2 separate regions of the Mus musculus genome follow, and region 1 is linked to region 2. The links are chromatin contacts, called in public Hi-C maps. All regions are on one chromosome and are shown on one strand. The core of a region is the stretch at or near the end of the contact, and the rest is flanking DNA. Distances in the headings are between cores, read along the strand shown.

Region 1 (2,795 bases), core at 266-2,765, 180 kb after region 2:
CAGATACTCCTGTTACAGAATATTGCTGTGGCTGAGGATCGTTACCTTCACAGCACCGGATACATCACCTCCAAAGCAGTGGGAAACGTCAATGTAGACCAGCATTAGAAGCAATGACTATTCATTTAGGTTCTGGGAGCAAAAGGCAACCCCATTCCCCCTCTTTGGGGTTAAAAACAAAACCCTAAGATGGTCTAAAGGAACATTAAAAGCCCTTTGAAAAGGAGGCAGACATTAAACATACATAGAAGTGGTGTATTCCAAAACACCCCAGCATATTGCAGGGGCAGACTCGCCAAATCAAGCCTCTGATTTCAAAATAAACATGTCCTTGAAAAATCTGGAAAGAGGGCCACATTTCACCAATGCTTTCATTAGTTCCCAGCTCACCAGGAGATTCAGGAGTCAAAGGAAAAAAACCCAAAAACCTCAGTTTCTGTTTCAAGGCATAAGTAGAAACCTAAATTCTCTAGGTCTCGCTAGGAAAAACCAAGCTGGTTTTGTGTGGAAAACAAAGGACAGCTGTCAGGAGGAAACAAGAAAATTGCAAATGAGGAAATCTCTGAAAAAAATTCTTCCAGATAGAAAACGTTCCTGCAGAGTGGCCAAAGGCAGGCTTGCCTTCCAATGTGTCCAAGATTATCTATCTTGAGGAAGAGCCCAAGGGTAAATGGGTTAACAGGCTCGAAATCCACATTTAAAAAGGATACAAAAAGACATGGTATTTACCCAAGAGCTAACAACTTTGTAGAGAATGGAAATGAATTACTGTTAAAGAAATAAACCAAGCTTGGCTTAAAGGCATTTTTCCTGGGGGTTGGGGGTGGGGGTGGGGGTGTCACACAAAACCGCCAGCCATTTTTTGTCTTCTGGCCCATCTCCCCTGGCACAGTCACAGTAAGTATCTTTACTCTATTCTCTCTCCCGGGCATGGATCTGCTTCTGTGCAGCTTCATTCAATATTTTAATGGAAAAAAAAGTTCCCCCCCAGCCAAACAATTCTTCCTTCATCAGAAGCTGCCTCCTGTGTGGCAGTAACACCACAGACATAACTTCTGTAAGTGGAAAAGATACATCAGAACCCCGAACTACTGGTTCAATAAGGGTCTGTTTTATGTTTGTTGGGGTCAGGAGGGCTCTCCACAGTGTAGAGGTGGTGGGTGAATACAGGAAAGACATGAACAAGGTATTTCTGCTTTCCTGTCTTCGCCTCCATCTTTGGCACACACAGTAGGAGACGTTCTCTGGAAAGAACCTCCTAAACTATGCTTGATTCTGCTCCCTCTGAAGCCAAAGACAAATAGGTTCCAAAAGAAATGTAAAGAGAAGGCGATTCAATCTCGAGAGAATTTCTACATCATCTGCAATTAGCTCCTACCCCAGCTCTCAGGAAAGGAGGGCTCTGGCGCCCCCCTGCATGAGACCACAGAAGTGCTAGGAAACGGCACAGTCCCTGTCAACAGGTTTTTGGCTGCACACATCTGCTACACAGAAAGTTTGGGTAATGATTCACACAGGAGTGCAACTGTCAAAGCCACAAGAGGGCAGAGTAAAATCAGCACAGAACTTCAAGGCAATGCAATGAGAGGCACAAGAAAAGAGGAACTGTTAATTTTTAAAAAAGGCATGAACATGATATCCCTAATGTTATTCCAACTCCCAGATCTTGACCCTAGCCCCAATCTAGATACAACAAATCATTAGACAAATGCCATACAGATACAGCCATCATGTGACCTACAAAATATTCGAACACCACATCCCACTTTCCCCATATGCCATTACTAGAAGCCCAGAGCATCCACTGCTTCAGCTCCTAGTCACCCCACCAGGCACCACCATACATAAAGCTAGGGCTAATTCTTTTGAAGAACCATTTGCACTATTTCCTATTCTAAAAACATGGATACCTCTGAGTTCCAAACTATCTGGTTCCTGATATGGAAATGGAGAGGAGACTGCTTTATACACAGCATGTGCAGTTAAGGAGGCAGATGCTAATGACACCTGCTTTCCATACGTGGCGCTCTGTGAATACAACACATACGTGGACAGTGCTCCATGAGCTCCCACCCTAGCAGTAAGGAGAGCACACCAGGGGAAGCAAACAGGACCCAAATGCTGAGCACCAATGCCACATGTAATGCCTATGTCACTAGTTCTTATAGCAACCCACTGTAGTGGTAACCATCTCACCCAGGATTATAGGTCCAACATGCACAGGGCAAAATTCCATCTCAGATGCTACCTTATGTGGCCTTCTCACATATATGTCTATATGTACACGACAGTTCAGAAAGGACACACAAGACTGGTCCATGTCTTACTACTACCCTCAGGCTCTCCCTTCACTTCCTCAATGCATACTTCTCATTCTACTATCACTTCCCAAACACCCATGCTATTTTCAGCCTTCTCGCCTTGGTATGTGGCAGTCCCTGGGCCCCTTGATGATTCACAGCACTCCTAATCACCTTCAAACCCCAGTTGAGAGGCCACTTCTTCCCAAGAGTCTTCATTGATTACCACCCACCCCATGAGAGCTTACCACTCTCCTCCAAGACCTGTCCACCTTCCACAGCTACAGACACACACCAAAGCTAGCATATAAGCACCAAACATCTCCATGTTGGAGTATACTGTGATGAAGAGAAAATGCAATTGGCCAGGAGCCAGGGAAACTGAACAGGTCCCAAGGAGTAACGATAGCAACCGACATCTTATGAGGTGTAAAAGAACATTTACTGCCTAGTGCCTAATTCACCACATCAGGATGAATAAAGGCAATCAGATAT
Region 2 (2,905 bases), core at 400-2,899:
GGCATAGCGATCAGGATCAGGGTCGGGTTAAGGAGACATCATTCTGGATTCTAATCTGGATCCCTTCCCAGCATCATGAAGTCTGAGTTCAGGCTGGAATCACTTGCAATCACTAATTGATGGTGTCCTTCGTGTCTTTGAAGATGGTTCTCTGATGAAATTAGACTGTCTACCATCAGAACCTGTAGCCTGAGTCTGGGAAGATGGCTTGAGTCTGGGTGGGGAGGAGGTTTGAAGAGAAGGAAGTCACTGTGAGACAGGCAGATACCCACGAGAAAGCCTTCCAATGACAGGCACACGGACCCTGGCCACCTTTCTCTCTGCTCAGAATGACTAGGGAGGGTGAAGGGCCACCAGGGCTCCCGTCCTTAATTTGGACATGGCTCCATTTGCATATGACTTGTACCTCAAAAGGTTTATACTCTAATAGTTTATAGTCTATAGTTCATGTGACACAGGGACAATAAGAACAATGGCTTCTGTGGTTCGTTTCACTGAATTTAGAGGAAGTCTTAGAGATCTGTCTGTTTCTATAGTTCTGGGGTCACATTTGCCTGCTGGAGTGCCTGGGTTTTAACGTGGGTGCTAGAGGACTTGTGGATCTCTACAAAAAGCACATGAGGTGCCTTGTGTTCTTTCCTTCCTTAAGCTTTATGGTTTTTATTTTTAATTTTTAATTATATTTATTTTGTGTGTGTGTGTGTGTGTGTGTGTGTGTGTGTGTGTGTGTGTGTGTGTGCTCATACAAATTCCTGGGAAATGAGCATTTGGAAGTCAGAGGACCAGAAACTGCCTGGTTCTCTCCTTCTGCCATGTGGCTCATGGACGTCCAATTCAAGTCATCAGGCTGGACAAGAGGAGCCCTTTCTCTGTTCCTCCTTCCCACCTCCTGAGTGCTGATATGGCCTTTGAGCAGAAACAACCTAGGACTCCTTGATTGGCGGCGGGGGGGGGGCATCTTTATTAAGGCAATAAACTCCCTTTTCAAAAGGGACACAGGCTTCTTGGTCCTCACCGGATTGTTCCCGCAGAAGGAACTGACTCAGAACTTCTAGATTGTATATGCTAATTAGTGCCTCAGGATGGAGGATAGCATGCCAGAAAGTGTAAGCATCTGGGGACAGATGTGGGGTTCAAAATTCCATAAGCAGCGCTGTTTGATGAAACCCAAATAAAATGTGGATGCTGACTGTGATGGTTTGTATATGCTGGGCCCAGAGAGTGGAACTATTTAGAGGTGTGGCTTTGTTGGAGTGGGTGTGGCTTTGTTGGAGTAGGTGTGTCATTGTGGGTGTGGGCTTTAAGACCCTCTTCCTGGCTACCTGGAAGTCAGTATTCTGCTAGCAGCCTTCAGATGAAGATGTGTAACTTTCAGCTCTTCCTGCACCATGCCTGCCTGGATGCTGCAATGTTCCTGCCTTGATGATAATAGACTGAACCTATGAACCTGTAAGCCAGCTCCAATTAAATGTCATCTTTACAAGAGTTGCCTTGGTCATGGTATCTGTTCACAGCAGTAAAGCCCTAACTAAGACACTAACTCAGATGAACTTCCCTGGTTGGCAGGGCCATGCTTATTATCACAGGTTTATGTGGTGAGAGGACCACAAGTCCCTCCTGGAGAAGGAAGCTTACAATATCCTCCTGGCTTCTTCTTTAGATAGTTCTGCTTTGCATCTTCTTGGTGGTCATACATACTGAGGTTATGCTGAGTTCTCTGTGAGGGAGAAGTGGAAATTCCCCAATTTGTTACCAGATGGTCAAAATGAGGACATCCCAAGGAACCCCAAAGTTGCAGTTGATGTCTGAAGCAAGACTAGTTTTGTGTGTGTCTGTGTGCGCGCGTGCGTGCGTGCACGTGTGCGTGCGTGCACGCGTGTGCTGGGGGAGCTGTGTTTTTAAACCTATAACCTGTCAAACATTGGGTAATTGTGGAGCCAGAAATGATTGCAGGCAGGGACTGGGGGAAGGAAGAAAGGAGGGTGCAGGAGCCTGGATAGGCTTGGCCAGATAGCTTAGAAGGTAAAAGTACCTATTGCCAAACTTGATATTCTGAGTTTGATTCCTGGGACCCACATAGTGGTAGGATATACCTAACCCCCAAGATGTGTTCTCTAACTTCCACATGCTGGTGCCGTGAGGAGCCACTGCCCTCCCTTCACCCTCTGAGCCAGAGAAAGAAATCTGGATGAATGCGGAGAATGCCGGAGTCAGAGCAGAGATGGAGCCTTTAAAAAAAGGGACGCAGGCTGTGAGGGCTAAAGTTATGTTTTAAGTTTAAATTACTGTGCTTGAGAGATCTATAAAACAAAAATGCCTTTAACCTGTAAGCCCCACGTGCTTAAAGGACAGGTAACTTCCTGGAATGCTAGGGGCTATATTGTTCATGTAAAATAACAAGCCATATGTTTTCACTTCAGTAAACAAGCTTGGTTGTTCCAACTGCACAGGGTATGCATAATCACACATCAGTGGGAGGTACGTAGGCAGGAAGTGCGACAGGATGTATGCTTGCTCCTGAGTGGATGAAGGTAGGAAGCACACACTCTTGTAGGTTTAGACTTCTTAAGCCTCTGACTTAATGAGTGCCATACTCTAGGAATCTTGGGTATAGACGACATGCCCAGTGTCCATCATCCTGGCCAATATTTAACAGAGCTTGCTTCCAATTTGGCTCAGAAATTGTGGTACTGGTCATACTCTCACCCGGTGAGATTGACAAGGCCACTCCAGCAAAGGCAAGTTGGAAAATGAGACAGTGAAATTCTTTTCTCCACTCTCTGCTCTCTTACTAATGGACTGAGCTGGATGGAAAGCAAGCAAATCCATCCAGGTCAGGTCCCTGGAGGCAGAGCCAATTCAGCATGGATCCAGAGGGGCTAACATTCACTTCATTTGCCCTAAA

The links. Hi-C and Micro-C count contacts between places; a contact is called where the count stands out from the background.
Region 1: a contact with region 2 is called in a Hi-C map of bone marrow-derived macrophages, with 21 read pairs. The contact joins two enhancer-like sites. A contact is called at or near these places in 5 of 15 datasets of contacts at CTCF or cohesin (CD8 T cells, embryonic stem cells, large pre-B cells and 2 more), 17 of 484 Hi-C or Micro-C datasets (the NIH/3T3 cell line, Sertoli cells, Th2 cells and 9 more) and 6 of 115 datasets of contacts at active chromatin or transcription factors (the HPC-7 cell line, Th17 cells, embryonic basal ganglia and 2 more).

Annotation. Positions count from the first base shown.
Region 1 is chr2:38,614,781-38,617,575 of GRCm38.p6, forward strand. The region is part of intron 5 of Psmb7 (proteasome (prosome, macropain) subunit, beta type 7); the gene reads right to left. Among named protein-coding and RNA genes, the nearest start is that of Psmb7, 28 kb to the right of the region's middle. Within about 2 kb of position 1,516, at least 42 of the 459 cell types and tissues checked have an H3K27ac peak or open chromatin away from gene starts, as enhancers often do. A contact at or near this core is called in bone marrow-derived macrophages, where this site is marked.
Region 2 is chr2:38,434,417-38,437,321 of GRCm38.p6, forward strand. No RefSeq gene overlaps it. Among named protein-coding and RNA genes, the nearest start is that of Gm25081, 44 kb to the right of the region's middle. Within about 2 kb of position 1,650, at least 7 of the 459 cell types and tissues checked have an H3K27ac peak or open chromatin away from gene starts, as enhancers often do. A contact at or near this core is called in bone marrow-derived macrophages, where this site is marked.